4 separate regions of the Mus musculus genome follow, and regions 2, 3 and 4 are each linked to region 1. Evidence: chromatin contacts called from public Hi-C and HiChIP or PLAC-seq data. All regions are on one chromosome and are shown on one strand. Each heading gives the region's core, a stretch centred on a gene start, on an enhancer-like site or on the middle of the called end of the contact. The rest is flanking DNA. Distances are from core to core; before and after follow the strand shown. Region 1 overlaps Kat6b (K(lysine) acetyltransferase 6B). Region 2 overlaps Adk (adenosine kinase). Region 3 overlaps Adk (adenosine kinase). Region 4 overlaps Adk (adenosine kinase).

What was found. HiChIP or PLAC-seq counts read pairs in DNA pulled down with a chosen protein or histone mark. A called contact is a pair of places that touch in the nucleus more often than the background predicts.
Region 2: a contact with region 1 is called in a CTCF HiChIP or PLAC-seq map of the NIH/3T3 cell line, with 6 read pairs. The contact joins two enhancer-like sites. A contact is called at or near these places in 1 of 15 datasets of contacts at CTCF or cohesin (the NIH/3T3 cell line) and 2 of 115 datasets of contacts at active chromatin or transcription factors (the NIH/3T3 cell line and embryonic basal ganglia).
Region 3: a contact with region 1 is called in an H3K27ac HiChIP or PLAC-seq map of regulatory T cells, with 4 times the contacts expected there. The contact joins two enhancer-like sites. A contact is called at or near these places in 5 of 115 datasets of contacts at active chromatin or transcription factors (T-cell acute lymphoblastic leukemia, cardiomyocytes, embryonic basal ganglia and 2 more).
Region 4: a Hi-C map of the N1E-115 cell line shows a contact between it and region 1, with 6 times the contacts expected there. The contact joins two enhancer-like sites. A contact is called at or near these places in 1 of 484 Hi-C or Micro-C datasets (the N1E-115 cell line), 2 of 115 datasets of contacts at active chromatin or transcription factors (cardiomyocytes and embryonic basal ganglia) and 1 of 9 other capture datasets (embryonic trunk).

The regions. Positions count from the first base shown.
Region 1 is chr14:21,521,816-21,526,234 of GRCm38.p6, forward strand. The region is part of intron 2 of Kat6b (K(lysine) acetyltransferase 6B); the gene reads left to right. Among named protein-coding and RNA genes, the nearest start is that of Kat6b, 24 kb to the left of the region's middle. Within about 2 kb of position 2,381, at least 140 of the 459 cell types and tissues checked have an H3K27ac peak or open chromatin away from gene starts, as enhancers often do. A contact at or near this core is called in the N1E-115 cell line, the NIH/3T3 cell line, T-cell acute lymphoblastic leukemia and 1 more, where this site is marked.
Region 2 is chr14:21,085,726-21,090,144 of GRCm38.p6, forward strand. All of the region lies in intron 1 of Adk (adenosine kinase), which reads left to right. Among named protein-coding and RNA genes, the nearest start is that of Adk, 35 kb to the left of the region's middle. Within about 2 kb of position 1,781, at least 124 of the 459 cell types and tissues checked have an H3K27ac peak or open chromatin away from gene starts, as enhancers often do. A contact at or near this core is called in the NIH/3T3 cell line, where this site is marked.
Region 3 is chr14:21,111,113-21,115,531 of GRCm38.p6, forward strand. All of the region lies in intron 3 of Adk (adenosine kinase), which reads left to right. Among named protein-coding and RNA genes, the nearest start is that of Adk, 61 kb to the left of the region's middle. Within about 2 kb of position 1,904, at least 51 of the 459 cell types and tissues checked have an H3K27ac peak or open chromatin away from gene starts, as enhancers often do. A contact at or near this core is called in T-cell acute lymphoblastic leukemia and regulatory T cells, where this site is marked.
Region 4 is chr14:21,250,684-21,255,102 of GRCm38.p6, forward strand. The region is part of intron 6 of Adk (adenosine kinase); the gene reads left to right. Among named protein-coding and RNA genes, the nearest start is that of Gm52152, 170 kb to the right of the region's middle. Within about 2 kb of position 1,763, at least 99 of the 459 cell types and tissues checked have an H3K27ac peak or open chromatin away from gene starts, as enhancers often do. A contact at or near this core is called in the N1E-115 cell line, where this site is marked.

The DNA.
Region 1 (4,419 bases), core at 1,131-3,630:
ACACAGAGAAAACTTGTCTCAAAAAAAGAAAGAAAGAAAGAAAGAAAGAAAGAAAGAAAGAAAGAAAGAAAGAAAGAAAGAGAAAAGAAAAGAGACACAGTCCCATCCTATGTCAGATTCAGTCACCAGACCACAGATTTTACATTTTACATTGTTTTTGCTGCTTTCTTTTCTCTAACCCCTTATCCCTCATCTTGCCTCTGGGAATTTTTTAGTTGGTACTTTGTGAAGGGTCTCAATTAGAGTCCCAGTCAGTGTCTTTTTATGTTGACTTCAGTTCATGTGCTTTGTATCAAAGACTCGTTGTTCTCAAAGAATATTTAGCTATATGTATCCAACTGGAAGTTGAATATACAGCCTTAAATATTATGAAATATGCTTTTCAAAATTCTCTGAATTTTGGCATTGACATGGATAAAAAGTCGGTTTTAGAATGGTGAAACCTATTACAGTGTAAAAGATCAGGTGGATCAATGCTCACAGTTCCAAGGTCAGGGAAGCAAGCTTGTGGATCCTGTTGTTCCTGTAATTAAGCTCGAGAAGTTCTTTAGAAGGGTGCAGTGCGCCAGGGCAGCCTTTGCCGTTGGGCAGTACCGGTCCAGTCACCGCGGAGCTCTTGGACTTCTCCAGCTAGGCAGCCAGGTCAAGCGGAAGATGAAGTGAGTGACTGGGTCTTTCTATTGCACTTGAAGCATGGCAGCTTGTTCTACTTTTGAACTGTTATCAAGATAGAACTTGTCTAGGCTTCTTGAAGTAGCTTCTGGAGAGCAACAGCGTCGTGTCGGAAGGTTTGATTGTAGAGGGCGTGGTGGACATTCCTGTAACTCTTTAGATCTTAGGTGTGCTTGATGTTTTTGATGCCTTTCCCACAACACTAATCCTGTCCTGAGGAGCACCAACTTTGAGGAATTGATACTTGTACTCTCTGTACCTACATGACTTTATAACTGCGCGCGTGTGTGTTGCTGGGAATAGAATAGAAGACCTTATGCTCATTAGGCAAAAACTCCTACGGAGCCTTGTTCCTACGCTGTGATACTTTTAGTACCAAGAAAGTCAGTATTTTTAGCTTTGAGGTTATTTTAACAGTTATGTGTTGTTTGCTGATTTATTCTGATTTTATCTTGAATGGCAAAGATTTTATTTTTATTTTTTTCCTCCAGACTTCAGCAGATGATACACTTTAAATGTTCTCAAAATGGAAGTCTGAGTTGTTGTGTTTTTTTTTTAAATCTATTTTATCTTTGTATGTTATCACTAACACATGGGAGATATAATTGTTTTTATCATTGAGATGACAATTTTGCTTGTAAAAATCCATGATTTTGTTGTGTTTCTATGCTTCATTTTTTAAGTCTTGAACATTAAACTAGAGTAGATTTGGTAAAATTGTTTTCCAGTCACACCAAGATTTAAAATAGGAATCTGAAATCTTCTCGGGCCTTTCATCTCTCCTATCCATTAATATTTCACATAAACAGCAATTAGCTTACCAGATAAGAGTTAGCAAATGAGCCAGCCATGTAATCTGCTGATGGCACTCTGTCTGCAAGACCGGGAGGAAAGTGCGTGCGTGTTTGCATGTGGGTGCTCTTGCTGCTTCCAGGCAGTGGCAGGAAGTTGGTCCATGTGCCTCAGAGGAAGGGGTGGCCTTGCCGTGCACTGATGCTTCTGCGTGGGTAGGAAACACTTTGCTGCGAAGTTGCCAGGACTGGGAAACTGCCTATTGTTGTTGATCTTTATAAAAGTAAACATCGTAATTAGTAGGCTGTGATGTAGTGCACAGCGTACATTGTATTTTGTTTATGAAAGGTTATGTTTTTGAGAGTGTGGAATGAGACAGAAAGAAGTATTAGATGAAACAACGTTGGATTAAACCGAAGCTGGTCTCTACAGAGGTCAGGGCAAACCCTGATCAGTGCTCCGAGGGGATCCAGGAGGGAACTGTGTTAATTTGACAAGTGGGTTTAAAATTCTTGAGCTGCTATTCTTCAGAAACCATCTTTGTTCAAACATCCCTTTCCTAATTTGCTCCACTTTTGATCTTTGATAAACCAGCTGCAGTATTGTTTCATTAACAGACTTGACTGGTTAACAGATGTTTGCTTTGGCTTGATTGTGTCCTCCCTATTAAGAACAGCATAGGCACTCATAGAAACCATGCTGGGCCTTTTCCTGTCTAGCTAGACTGGCAGTTCAAAAGAGCAACCTAATTTCATTTACAAGTTCAGTTTTTATTCCTTGGTGCTATTCTGGAAGGCATGTGACATTTAGCTGGTGTTCTCCCTCCTCGGGGAGGCCTGCTGTTAGTCCTCCTTGCTGCTGCTCCTCTGCTCTGCAGCCCTTCACTTGGGGTTAAGCATTCTTAGCATTCAGGAAAGGAGGGATTGCGGAAGGGCTGATTGAGACATCATGGATTCTTCCACAATTCAAGGGAAGGAGTGGGAACAGTCTGGAGAATGTAGAGAATCTCTCCCACCTTCTTTGATGTCAGACAGCTGCCATATGGAGTGCAGGGAGAAGGAGGAGAGCCTGGGTCCAGGCTGCCTGTGATCTTCCCAGTACTAGGGCTGGGAGCCAAAGGCGGTGTGGTTTCTGTAGTAGCTCCTGATGCCACCAGTCCTGTTTTTTGTCCAGTTTCCTGCCGTGCTTGTGACTCTCTCTCCAGGCATAAATAGAAAGGATGAAGCTCAAAATAAGAATGTAAAGATTATATGGAACAAGAGAAATGGCAGAAGAGAAGAAGGCACAAACTAATCCCTGTAATAAGGTCGTCAAAGATGACTCTGTCCTCATGGTTGACCTGTTTTTCTGGAATTTTAGTCATGTGTTTCTCTCTTATAACAAAATCAGATTTTAGCTATTGAGCTTGAATTGTGAGTAAACCCGCAGCAAATAGTATGTGCTTGTGGAAGTGTGGAGGCCAGCTGAAGAACACCAGCTGTTCATTGCACCCTGGGCAGTATGTAAGGGACCTGGGAAGAAAGGTGGGTAGTGGAGGGATCCAGGGCACGCCTTCTTCCTTACCTTTGTAATTTAAAAAGTTGTACTGTCTGAATGATACATGCCACATTCTTTCAACAACTGTTAGTACTATACCTTTTCTTTCTCTTCTAGAAAGAAAGAGAAAATGAATAAATGAATGTGTATATGTATAATTTTTGAGCTTAGTTTGGTAGCTCAAACCCTTAATTTCTGGTACTTGGGAGGCAGAGGAGGGTGGATCTGCCTTCAAGGCCAGCCTGATTTACAGACATGAGTTCAGGACTGCAGAGTTTTATAGAGAAAGACTCTGTTTTAAGACAAAACAATAACAAAGAAGTCAAACAGAAGATAAGTTTGGATGAATTATTGGAATATAAATGGCAGACATCATTATGTTACATTCTTAAATATTTAGCGAGGAATGAAAACGACCTCCTGGGCTGGAGAGATGGCTCAGTGGTTAAGAGCACCGACTGCTCTTCCAGAGGTCCTGAGTTCAAATCCCAGCAACCACATGGTGGCTCACAACCATCTGTAACAAGATCTGACTCCCTCTTCTGGAGTGTCTGAAGACAGCTACAGTGTACTTATATATATTAAATAAATAAATCTTTAAAAAAAAAAGAAAAAGAAAACGACCTCCTGTATAGATCAGCACCATCACTCACGTAAACACTTCAAAAGTGAAGCCAGAGGGTTTACCAAGAGTTGTATTTTCTCAAACGAGTCTTAATGTTATTTATAACTTGATTTAGGACTCAGCAAAGTTCACAAGTGGCATTTGGTCATAATGACTCTTAGCAGAGAACAACCTTTTTGCTATTTCTGGAGACATTGCCAGTTTTGAAGAGTTGTCCTGTAGGATATCTGGAGCTGATACTTTCCCTGGAGATTTGGACACAGGGCTTCCTGAATGCTATACAAGCCTTACACCACAGAGGTACATTTTCAGCTTCCAGATCTTCCTTTGTAGACGAAGCCCTTCTCCCCTTTGTGACTAGTAAGTGCTCAGTGCAGGCTTGAGGCCATGTGACTAACCTTTGGTTCAGTGTGTTTGAATTTTCCATTGCTGCTTTGTTCACATCCACTTAGCATTTAAAGCCTTGCAGTCATTCTTTGGTTCTGTGGTTAGGAAGTCTAACACAGTTCTTACCACGGTAGAGGATGACAGCAGCATGACTTTCTAGCTGAGCCTCGTTTCCTCGCTTCTGTTCCCAGCTCCTAGGCTGTTTGCTTGGTTTGCCCTTGGTTCCTGTCCTGTCTTTAATACCAGCAATGCGGCATCTCTGATCATTCCTCTATAGGTGCCTGGCTTCAAAGGATGCATAGATTACTTTTGGTGTAGATGGTCAATATTAGTTAACTTTTCAAACCAGCCTCCTTACCTGGGAGTGGCGGGGCATAACTATAATCCCAGCTGTCAGGAGGCCAAAG
Region 2 (4,419 bases), core at 531-3,030, 440 kb before region 1:
AAATGTGTGTGCTGCCACAGCCTGACACCTCTGTGAATTTTTATTCTGTTGTGTCATGAGCACAATCATGTAATTTTTAAAAAAGATTTATTTATTATTATACATAAGTACACTGTAGCTGTCTTCAGACACACCAGAAGAGGGCAGGGCGCCAGATCTCATCACAGTTGGTTGTGAGCCACCATGTGGTTGCTGGGATTTGAACTTCAGAAGAGCAGTCAGTGCTTTTAGCTGCTGAGCCATCTCTCCAGCCCCCGAGTAAAATGTTTTTAAAGTTCATCCATGTCATATCAGCTTATCAGTATCTCATTTCTTCTCATGGTTGAATACGTTTTGATGTGTAGGTTATTTTGTTAAGCCAGCTCTATGGGTTATTTTCAGTCTGGCTGTTGTGAATAGTAGTACTGTGAGCACCCATGTGTAAGTTTTGTGTTGCCATATGTTTGTTTCTCTTAGGGAAGGATGCAGCTTCATAGGATAATTTTATGTTATTTTGTGAACAAAAATTCCTGGATAGAAGCTGACAACAAAGGCTGACTGACTCATTAGAACTTTAATGATGTGGAAATGATGGAATGTTGCCAAGCCAAATTATCTTGGGCTATCTTTAACACACTTAATAACCATTTATTACCTTCCTCTCCGTGTGACCTAATATCTTTGTGACCGTTAGGTAAATCTTTTGGAATGTACAGACAGACCCCTGCAGATAACATCTGAAGTCCATAGTTTGATTTCCCAGCTTTTCTAATATTTCTACCAATGTATTCAGAAAGGGTCTTGATTTATGATTTTCTTGTGTTACTATAAAACTTTATTAAACTGTTACATTATTGGAACATGGCATTTGGTAAACTATTTCTGGGTATAATCACTCACATTTGGCTTCAGAACAAACCATGTTTTTTGTTCCTTTGAGGTAAAAGCCCCCATTTTTCTGTCTCCTTCCTTCTCTGTCTCTTCTTCCTTCTTTAGAAACTTCATCCCTGTTTACCAATGTGGCTGCATCATTTTACATTTCCAACAATGTCTGAGGATCCAGTTTTTCACATTCCTGTTATACTTGCTACTGTTTCCCAGTCTGCTTAGAGATACTGTGCCTGTCGAGGCACATCCTAAACACGCAGCCAGAGCTTACAGCAGTAAAGCTGTCGTTTGTGCTTGTGCGGTCTTCTGCCCAGGCAGATATGGGTGCTTCGGGCCTTCCCTTGTCTTCCTTAAGCTTGGCCACTGCAATTTTAGGAACATTCTGGAGGTTCCCTCTGTGGATGTTTTTTCCTTACACTTTCCCTTTTATGTTTTTGGTTAACTTGTTTGTTCCAACTGCTTCAAGCAGCTGGAATGTTAAACAGTTGCAGCTGGTTGTATTTGAGATGCTCTTTGGGAAACTCTGAGCACAGGGCAAGCTCAGGATCAGCTCAAACACGGGAAGGCTTGAGCTTCTGAAGGACCTGTCAGTTAGCTGAAATGATTGCAGTTCTCCGAAATAGAGCTTTGATAGTGTACCAGCACATTTCTCACCTCTCAGGGGCTGCCTGGCATCTGGCTTCAGTCTGTGAGGGTTGTTTCTTCTCAGAATCACTATGAAACTGGGGAGAGGCAGAGAGGGATCTCTATTCCTGTGATAAAACTGTAAAAGCAACTCGGAGAGGATAGGGTTTATTTCTGTGTACAGCCCAGATCCCAGTCCATTGTCAAAGGAAGGCAGCACAAGAACACAGGCAGGGCAGGCCGCTGGGGAACCCAAGCATGGCTCTGAAGCGATGCTGCTTAGTGGCCCTCTCCTCCTGCCTTGTTTAGTTTGCTTTCATATACAACCTAGATCTGCCTGCTTGCTCAGGGTGCACTCCAACCCCCCTGGCCTTTCACATCAATCATTAATCAAGAAAATGGCCTACCAAATTGCCTGCAGGTGTTTTCTCAATTGAGTTTCTTCTTCCTAGATAATTCTAACTAGTGTCAGGTTGATACAAATCTACTAAGACCTTAAGTAAAACCACTAGGAAGCTAGCTGCCCTACCTGCATTCAGCCACTCTCCCATAGCTGGTTATGTATTTTCTTCTCCTTTGGAGCTCTTATAATTGTAAAAGGATGAGTCAGTTTTGCAGTCTGAAAATTATTATTCATTTATAAGCTGGGTGGGGTGGCCCATGCCTGGACATGAATCACAGAGCAGCCTAGACTACACAACAAGACCCTGTCTCAAGCAGACAAATGTGGCAAACATGTCAATATTTCAGTGTTAGGTATAAAAAAGATACTGAGACAAACGGTCACTTATGTAGTTGCTTTGTCAGTCAGGCCAGACCCTGTCAGGAAATTGCTCGAATGGCCCCATTCATTCGTGAGGAAATAGTGCAATGCTTTAGACACACGTCACTTTTCTTCTGTCTAGCATCTTCAACCTTCTACTCCTTTGGTAATTTCTTTTTGCGCTAAACATGTATGTTTCGGGGCTGGAGAGATGATGGTGCAAAGGTTAAGAGCCCTTACTGATCCCCAGATGAGCAGTTCCTTGACCCAAGCTCTGTGACTCCAGCTCCGGGAGATCTGGAGCCCTTGTCTGGCTTTGGAGGGCACTTGAACATATGTGGCCGTGCACACACCCTCTCTCACTGTAAATAAGAAGAAAACGAAATGTTAAAGAAATATGTATGTTCAGATTCCAACTTCTTGGGACCAACTTTTACCTTCCTCATACACCAGGTGTTTTAGAATTACTCAGGCCATCTAGGTGATTGAGCCCGCCCTTCTGTGGGAGGGTTTCCTGACCATCTTCCACCATCGCATCTAGTGAGATGAGCTTCCATATGTTCTTCTACATTTGGATGAAACAGTTTGATACATAAAACCACAAACTCTGCTATTTATTCCCCAGAAGAGTCTGTTGTCAAAGACAGTCTGGAAGGGGACTGACTGGTCTGGCCACCCAGTCTCAAAACCTGTAAAAATAGCCAGACTTAAAATGGAAGGCAGGAAAGAGGAGATTTATTCAGTGTGGCTACTTGGAAAGAGGGGCAGAGATTCGGGCCCCTGCCCTCAATCTGTCTTCAGGATCCTGGAGAGAGATTAAAGTTTAAATAGCCGGCCAGGAATGTACACATCTGTGGTAACAATCAAGGTGTCTGCTCTTCCGCTCTCACCCTGGAAGGTGGTCTGACAAGCTGGTGGAGCTGTGTGAAATCTTTCCTGGAGACAAATCCTTTCTTTATCTAGCTCCTTCCCTTCTCCCAGCATGAGATTCCTGGAGAAATTCCCATTTCTTTGGAGTTCATTGTTTCAATAGTGTGAGTCAGATTGAGAGACATTAGTGTCCCTTTAGAATACCTTTATCTCTGCCAGTCTTGTGCAGCTGAAGAAGGCCTATCACTCCTTATCCCCCTGCCTCTGTCTCTCAAGAGTAGCAGTAGGCTTATAGGTGTGGGTAGTCGTTTATCCATTTCTAAAAATAACTATCATTGCTAGGCATGGTGGTATACACCTTTAATCCCAGCACTCCAGAGGTAGAGGCAGAGAACATCTCTGTGTTTGAGCCCAGTCTGGTTTACATAGTGAGTTCTAGGTCAGCCAGAGCTACAGAGAAACCCTGTCTTAATCTTCTCCTATCTACAGTCTCTCTCTCTCTCCCCCAAAAGTGATTTTTTTGATTTGTGGCCTTTGTTCCATTACTATAAAAACGTCCGGACATTCGCTTCCATGTTGGAACATGGAACTTGGTGGAGCCTAAATCCATGTTCCCGATATGCTCTCTCCAATTTGGCTCCAGAATAAACTTTTGAAGAACCAGTCTACCTCAATTTTAGGCTTAAAAATGATCTTATAGTAAAGCCAAACTAGGTTCATTTCTGTTTATGATTGAATCTCTGTTTCTCGAGAACTGTGTTATGTCCCACCCTGTAGCCTTAACTACAAAATGTTCTGAACTGCCTGTTCCAGGAATTGCAATCCTGCCTTTATTTTATTTTATTTTTATTTATTTATTTTAAGATTTATTTATTTTTTATATGTAAGTACACTGTAGTTGTCTTCGGACACACCAGAAGAGGGCGTCAGATCTTGTTATGGATGGTTGTGAGCCACCATGTGGTTGCTGGGTTTGAACTCTGGGACCTTTGGAAGAGCAGTCAGTGCTCTTAACTGCTGAGCCATCTCACCAGCCCCCATGCCTTTATTTTAAAAAGTTGTTTACACATCTTGCTTTTGAAACTTAACTTTGTTTCATAGGGTTATGTGGCCACCAATGACTACCTTGTTATGTTCACCTTGCAACCAAGTCTTTGCTTCAGGAAGAACTAACTTATGTTCTGCTCCTGTAACTCTGCCTATTTTGCCCACCAAACCCCTAATAAAACCCCCTAACCCTGAGCTGTATAAAAACCTTGTCTTCCTCACATCCAATGCTGCTCTCTTGCACCCCA
Region 3 (4,419 bases), core at 654-3,153, 410 kb before region 1:
CCTAATTTTAGCAAGTATTTCATGTTGGTAGTTAAGTTTATATAGTTACTGTAACTGCTCTTTTGGTTTGAGCTTTTAAAAGACAGTTTTAGGTTTCTCTAATCAGGTATTTTTGTTTTTTTGTTTTTTTTTTTTTTTAAATATGTTGCTCTGGACTTTGAGTATAGCTTAGTGATTGAGTGCTTGCTCGCTCTCTCTCTCTCTCTCTCTCTCCCCCTCTCTTTCTCTCTCTGTGTGTGTGTGTAGCAAAAGAGAGCATTAACCTTTTAGATACTTATTTTATCAAAAGTCATGAGATTTGCTCAACTCCTGTCAGAGAACTTCCTCCTGCATTAAATGGGAGTTAACACGGAGATCCACAACTAGATAGTAACAGAGGAGGAGAGACTTTTGCAACACTCAGTGGTAAATGAGAGGTCTTCACCAAACTCCTTCCATCAAGGATCAGGCATCTCTGCTGAAGAGGAGGCAGAAAGGCAGTGAGAACACACACAGCAGTACTGATGTGCATACAAACTGAAGAGACCGTGCAACATACACAAGGCCTACACAGATGGGGTCCTGGCAATGAGGGGTGTGGACAGAGGCTCTCACCCATAACCAAGAAGCTGTTTACACTTGATACAAAGGGGAAAGCAGCTCTCCTATGGAGTGTCACTGGGTGTGTCAACTGCATTACACAGCAGGCCCTATGCCCAGGAGTGTTTAGCCAACACAAAATAAACTCTGTAGTATTTTTGTAGACTTTTGTTTTATTTTGGTACTTTTTTTTTTTTTGTCCTATTATTCTTTTGCTTTTTATTTTTCTGTTTTTGTGTTGGGAGGTCGAGGTGGGGAGGAGGATCTGGGAGAGATTGGGGGAGGGGAACCATCATGAAAATATACTGTGAAAACATATCTTTCAGGTTTAAAAAGTCTTGAGTTATATAGTACTCTTACGAAGCTTTTGCTTGCAAGTGCCTCACAGTCTTCGGTGTGGATGGTTTGGAGTTTCTCATCCCTGGTGTTCTGTTATAGGCTGGGACCCTTCATGGTGACGAATGGCTAGTGCAGCTCTAGAGGTAATTATAGTTGAGAATTTAGTGACAATAAGAGAGTGTTTCTTTTAAAAAACTACTCAGACAAACTTTCTAATGTGATTGTCCTCTGTATCACATGTTCTTTCTGAGTCAGTTGCAGAGCAAACAAATGGGTTGGGGATTTGCCTCAGTGGGTAGAGTACTTGTGTAGTGTGTTTGAGGCCCTACGCCTGGTTCTCAGAACTTTATAAATCAGGGCGTGGTGCATGTTGGGTTGCAGATGGGTCACCGCATGCACTTGACCCTTGGGCGGGTTGTGTACATCTACTCATGTCCTCAAGTTTCAGCACCATGTGCATTATCCCCCGAGCCTTCTCCCTGGCCTGCATATATTTAATGGTGTAAAAACTATTAATTAAGTTATGCATCAGGCACTGTTTAATGCCTAATTTAAACCTTCCCATTTTCATTATTATAATGAAAATATTCCTCACATTTCTGCCTATTTTCAGATAAAAACAGTGTTAAGTACCATACTTTTAATTTTACTAACGACTCTCCTGAGGTATGACAATCATAATTAACAAGAACGTTTCTGCCTTGGTGCCAGGGATCCCATCCGGTGCCTCCCACATGCGAGGGAAGCACCTCCCCACCCCTACCTACCTCACTGTGCCCTCTGCCTTTGCCATTTTACCTAACGCTAGTCATTGCTCAATATGTGTGCTGTGAAAACATCTGAACCCGGGGGTTGCTCTTTTGGTGAAGGAACTTTGATCTTTATTTTCTGATCACGAGCTTTCAGTTTGAATACAGGTTGGCAAAACACTTGTGAAATAGAATACCTAGTGGTATATAGCTTTATGTTCCTGTCTGTGGCGACCACTTTGAAGTGGTGTTTTCTCCTTCCATAGAAGCCTCCCAGGCATGGCTTCTCAAGGGCACTGTGAGTCATTCCTGCCTTGAGAGCAATTGTAAACCTCTCCTGCTTTGCTCTCTCATCATCTCTAAGGAAATGTGTCAGTTGTCTAACTAGTTTCATTATTGATATTTGGCCTGTTAGGGTGTCTTAGTGATTCCAATTCCTTTAGGGTTTGTAATTTCTTTTTTCTTCTTTTTCTTTTCTTTCTTTCTTTCTTTCCTTTTTTTTTTTTTTTTTTTAGTTTTAAGATTCTTAAGCTGGTGATAGTGGCACACCCCATTGATCCCTGCACTCAGGAAGCAGAGAGGCAGGTGGATCTGTGAGTTCAAGGCCAGCTTGATCTACAAATGAATTCGAGGATGGCTAGAGCTACACAGTGGAGCTTGTGTCTTCAAAACAAAGTAAACAGAAAGATTCAGAGATGTTCCTGAAAATTTTGTGTTTTGAGATAGGGTCTCACAGTGTGCCCCTGGCTGACCTGGAACCCACAAACGTGTGCCTCCACAGTCTGATAAAGGCACGCTGCCCCACAGCCAGCCCAGAAGGTTTCTTGACCTCCCTGATCTGGTTTCTGGCCAGATTTTACATTAGAAGAGCTAGGTTGTCCTGTAATTTTGTTTCCTTCCATCTCATCTCAGGAGCCAGCCAAAGGTAAAGTTCCCTCTGTCTTTGTACCTTTACGCGCTCAGTATACTTTTGTTTTTAGGCTTTCTTACTTATGTTTGGTGATTGGGTCTCAGGGTATGTCCCTGGCAGGACTGGAACTTGGTAAATAGGCCCGATTCTCCTTAAACTCAACCACCCTCCCTGAGCTGAGGTTAAAGGTGTTCACTAGCATACCTGACTCAGTATGCTTTTTAGTGAATAAAATGTCTTGAATATCCAGAATGTCTCCAACTCTGACTCTACTCGTTCTTTATTCCTTGATGATTCCCTCCTGAGGTGTTAACAGTAGGACCCAAGGTTGCCTGCCTCCAGTCCTGCCCCTTCTGTCATTCTGCTTATTAAGTAACCTTCCGTTCACTTTGTCCTGTCCCCTCCTAATGGTCCACCTCTATGAAAGGTGAATTCATCCCACAGTTGACTATAATGTTAACAGACTTGAAGAGATGGGTGTGGCTCAGCATGCCTAGTTCACTTGTGAGACCAAGGCAGGAGGTGATATGTTAGAATAGTGGCTCGAGTTGGAACATAGCACACCAGGCCAAAACAGTTCCACGTGTAAGAGGGGCAAGGTGGCAGCAGAAAAGAGAAGGGGGGAAGAGAGAGAGAGAGAGAGAGAGAGAGAGAGAGAGAGAGAGAGAGAGAGAGAGAGAGAGATGGGGTATGGCTTTCTTTATATATATGGGTAATGATGTAACACAAGTAAAGGTAGGAGGTGAGCTAAGTGGATTCTGGGGATATGGTGGCTGTTGCCTTGGTAATGGGTCTGCAGGTCCCACCTATGTGATGTCACAGGTTTCAGAGGTCCTGATGCCAACAGGAGGACTGTCTTGAGTTTGATGTCAGCCAAAGACAGACAAACACCACCAAACAAAATTGCTTTAGTGGTTCTGTAATTGTCCAGTGTCAAGCATGGCTTGTAAGTTGTTGCTAACTGGGACCTTGCCTTCTCCTTCAGTGATAGCCTCTGGAGTCAGCTTTCTTCTGTCACCCCCCACCCTTTTCAGAAAAATTTAGCCACTTCTACCTCCCCAATTCAGCCCTAATGAATTTGTTCCTACTATACTGTAATTTTTCTGAGAGTCTCTAATATTAGACTGAGTTTCTTAATGACTAATTACATCCCATTATGCTGGCTACTCTACATAGTTTTGTGTACTGCATTTTGTTGCTTAAATTCCTAAATGCTTATGGATTATGGAATAAGTATTCCTTGAAATGAAAGTTAAATTAACAAAATTATGTTCTATCATTTATGAGAATTTTAGAAAAATTTTTCCTAAAGCTTAAGGTATTATCTAAAGGTATATCTAAAGGTTTAATGTGTGTGTATGTGTGTATTTCTACGATCTATCTATATAGATATGTATAGATTGTCTACATCTATAGGTGGATTTGTCAGGCAATTCAATATAATTCTGATGTTTTTATAGTAAAGACTGTAGAAAATAATGATTTTGATGCACAATCCAATCCTAAAACTAGAGTAATTAGGAGCTGGGGTGCTGCTCAGTGGCATAACACTTGTTGGGAGTGAGGTTGACGGTTGAGGAGAAGATACAACATCTTTACAGCATAATTTTATTCTTTACATAATCATATACCCACATATGTACACATGTGTGTACATGTGCATGTATTTATTTGTAGCTCTAAGGTATATTGATAAGAGATTAAGAAATGAAAGTAAAGAAACTTTCTGTTGGTCCAGTTTGACAAAGAGCAAGCTCAAATTGGTATTCTCTGCTGGCGTCTTCCCTCCGACCCTGAAGAAGGACTTTGTTCTCTGTTTATTGAACAGCACAGAAAGCACGA
Region 4 (4,419 bases), core at 513-3,012, 270 kb before region 1:
ATGACTCCACTTCTCCTATACCACCTGATTCCCACATTACACTCCACCCAGCCTCCTCGTCAGCCTTTAAATGACTTCATCTTTTAAAGTATTAACTTCTGTTTTAATTAACTCTGTGAAGAATCCAGCCCATTTTTAAATGATAAGTCAGAATTTGCAGTTAAATATCAAGGAGAATAATCCTCCAATGATTTTAGTTATATTTTTCAGACTGATATATATATATTCAAGGTAGCAAACACCATATAGCCCTCTTTAAGGCCTCAGATATGTTTTTCACATTTTGTGTGGCTTCTAGGTTTAGTGTGTCTTTAATTTGGAATACGTAATAAGCTAAATATAGACTTTTAAATGTTTTACCTGTAAACATCAACCAGCTTTACTGCAGTCCGCAGATATTTTGATATGGTTGTATAGTAATTATCAATATTTTCTAAAACTGATGGGCGATTGTGTTTCCTTTGTTAAGTCAACCAAGAATTATATTTTGTAAAAATATACTATTGGCTCAGACTCAGTTGAAACAATGTGGCTTATTATCAACAATAAGCAGATTCTTTAAAGTCAAATGCCTTATTTATTCACTTTTTAAAGGCATGTACATATTTTTACTCTTGGATATAATCAGTGGCTTTTTAATGCTTAGTGCTCTGCTAAAGAGCTTCTGTAATTTCATTTTATTTCATCTGTCAAGGTTAGTGATCGTGATGGTTTTAAGGTACCCTCTAGCCTTTTCCCTCCCTCAGCTGAGCTGAATTGCGACTACTTTGTAGTAAGTTTGTTACACAGTCTGTAGACACTGGTGAGAATCAGTATGGCCACTGGCTTATTAGTTTCACAGATGCTTCCATAATACTTAGTGCACTCTTGGGTATATTAAATTATCATATCGTGACAGCAGTCCTGAAACATGCCAGTCTTATAAAGCCGCATTTCTGAGAGTTAGAGCCAGGCTTCAGTGAACCATAGCTGACATGCCATGTTAATTTCCATAACTATCATTACCAGGGGTGGCAGTATTTCGAAGACATGAAAAATCTTAATAAATCTACCCAGTTAAAAAAAAAAATCACATTATGTTACCTTATCACAGGGTTTCTAATCACAAGGTCTGATTTTCTTCAGTCCCAATTGAATCGTTTCACAAGTAATGATAAGCATCTTTACTCTTATCATGGGTTATTAAATATTTACTTAAGTGTACAATATACCAAAACACAATATTTTGAATGTTCAGTTTTCTCAGTATGTACTGTTCACGCTGTGAATGAAAACCTCTTACCATCCCATACAGCATATTTACATATACAAATGATTTTGCCTTAAGTAGGAAAGACACAGCTGACAGATACATAGGTTAATTTGCTCTCTTAAATTGCAGCAAACTGTTCTGTGATTCTTTTGTGTGTTTGGGGCCATGTTGTAGAGAAAGAAATCATCAAGCAACATTTTAAGGACATTGGCCTTTTGTATCTAATCCTTAATAAACTTATATACCTCAAAATAGAATATTTCTTTGCAAATTCTTACCTTCAAATTATTAATAATGGAAGGAATGCATTTTTTTAATCCTGTAGCCCCCTCCCCCAGCACAGCTTTTAGATTGTAGATAAACTTCCCAGCTCAGTAATTAACTGAGCTCAGTCCTCGCACCCTGTATCATGTGATTTTTTTTTCCAGTGGAATACATTATTAGAGCACTTACACAGCCAGTCTAGCTGCAGCAGCCCAGGCGGCAACAGCAGTGCCATTTTTCACAAAGAAAATGTTGAACAGGAGCCAAGTGTTTGGTGGCAGTCTGTTGCTAGGAAATCAAGGTCCTGAGGCGATTAGTGACAAAGCAAGCAATAACAAGAAGGCAGAATTACAGATCTAAAAGAGAAAAAAGTGGTTGGTGTTATAATTACCCAAAGAAATCTGCACTCATTAAATTGGCTGTTTTTATGATTGACTTTAATTGGAGGTTAGCTCGGATATTTAGCTCCTTTCCCACCCCTTTAAACACACACAGGCACATAATCTGTAGAACTGCAGACTTGTTTTTCTAAGCATTGAGAGGAGCTTGCCCTGTAATTTGATCCCCACTGACAGATGCATTTTCTATGCTGCCATTTTGAATTAACCTATTGTAGAACAATTTTCTTCAGCCCTGTTGAATAAAACATCCAGTCTGATTACCTCCGACGGATCCGATAGAGTAAAAGAATGTACCTCGCACTGAAGTAGATTGTTTGCGTGGACTCTGCTGATTTTGAACTCTGCCAATAAGCACAATCATTTGTAATAAATTTTCAAAGAAATTTCTGGTGAAAAGGTAATGAGAGTCACCCTTTTATAATTTAATGTTTTGTACCCTGCAGCAAAATAATATTATTCTTGTAAAGCAGTGTTTTATTTCTAGCATGCTTCATGTGAGTTCAGGGAAAAAAATCTTTTATATTTAATATTTTAAGAATATAATTTTATTTTTATATACTCTAAAATGACCACCCTTCCTCCCCCACAAGCAATATTTTAATATTTAGGTTCAACATAATTCAAAGCACTTTATTTCGAGAAATAATTTTTATACATATTATGCTTAACCATAGTAATTTTTAAATTGACAAATTTCATCCTTTGTGATACTATCCTTGAAAGCCTTTATTTAAATTGTCTAGCATTTGATAGCGCACATTACTAAGAAGGCACCTAATCAGTTTGCCAGGTGTAGCAACAGAGGAAGACGACGCAGAACTTATTTACTTCTGAGAAGCCTGAAGAATAAAGTCCCAGTGCTCTGCAGGCTTCTAATCCAACCCTGGAACAGAAGAGCCAAGCACATTCTGTCTGACAATGCACACGCTGCTAATCAGACGCCAGTGCCAAGCTGTCTGCTTTGTTAAATACTCAGCTTCCTAGAGGCAGGAAGACAGCTGCTATAAGGATGATGAAATTTGGTAGTTCAATCTATTTTTGCTACCCTTGGGCTACCAAGATATTGTTAATTTAGACCACCCCAATTGGTACACTTTAGGGAGTTTTTTAAAGAGTTTGTAATTAAAATGATAAAACATCATTATTACATTGAAGACCTTCTGTAAGTTTTACATTTGGCAGATACCTACTGAGATAACCCCAGCATGTAATTTACAATGATGTAATGGCTGTAATTGCATTGTGGGAAAAAGAGGAGAGAAGAGAGGAGAGGAGAGGAGAGGAGAGGAGAGGAGAGGAGAGGAGAGGAGAGGAGAGGAGAGGAGAGGAGAGGGGGGAAGAGAGATCACTAGCTAGGCATAGGAGGTGAGTGCTAACATTAGAAGAGTTCTGAGATTTGCTTCTATTTCATTTAAATCTACTTTATCCCCAAATTGCCTCCCAATATTTGAATGTAGTGGCTGTAAACCTTGCAGCATGGTTTGTTGTTTTTGTTTTTTAAATAGATACGAACCTAGATACTACCACCAGGGGGAGAAGCTAAAAACCTGAAAGTCCTCAGCTGATTATGATACTGGCTGATTATGATAGAGGATTATACCTCTTAGAGGCACATAATTAATCACATCACCCAAATGATTCTGCCTTTGGGACATGACTCTGAGATTTTCTGTGAAGCACATAAACTTAACACACTACTAAATGTAAATAAAACGACAACTGTGTGCACTGGTCATGTATGGAAAGGGTGCGGGCGGTAGTGCAAGCCGGCAGCATGAATGCTGTGCCTTGTATCTGTCAGTCTAGTTGAGGAACTGTCCTTCAGACACTGAGTACACAAGATGTGTGAAAATGAGCTGCTGCTATTGGGACTCATCTGTTAGGAACTAATGTCCACAAAATCACTGGAGCCGAGTTGAGTAGTGTCTAAGGTGGTTGTCTATTTTTTGTCACCATAGTATGGTTTCATTTTTAGTATTCCCTCTAAAAAACAAAAAAAATAATCTAATCCCTGATTTTTTTTTAAAGCAAAGTTTGTGGTTTTTGCCCTGGAAAAAGTAGTTGCAAAAACCTAGTTGCTGGTGTTGGGATCCAACTCTACTGCTGCTCAACAATGTCGAAATTGTTGTCCTGCTGCGGGGAATGGAAGATCACTGAAGAGCAGCGGCTAACTCCGGGTTTTCTGTGCCTGTCCTTGCACCTGAGACTACACACTTATTTTTATAAACCCTAAATGCTAATTAGCTTTTTAAACAGTAATTTTCCTCTGTCTACCACATAAGGAATATCTATCTTAGAATTTTAAGTTTTACTCAGCAGAGAGTCTTTTTGTATTTTGTTTGTTTGTTTTTTGAGCATGTATAGCAGAACTTTATTTTCTTTTACTTTTTTTTTAATTTATAAATCCCATTTATTTCTCACACAATAGTAAGGGATACACATTTTCATTAGCCTAAACTAAAAAGAAATTTCTACTCTTTAGTAAATGACGGACCCCCATTT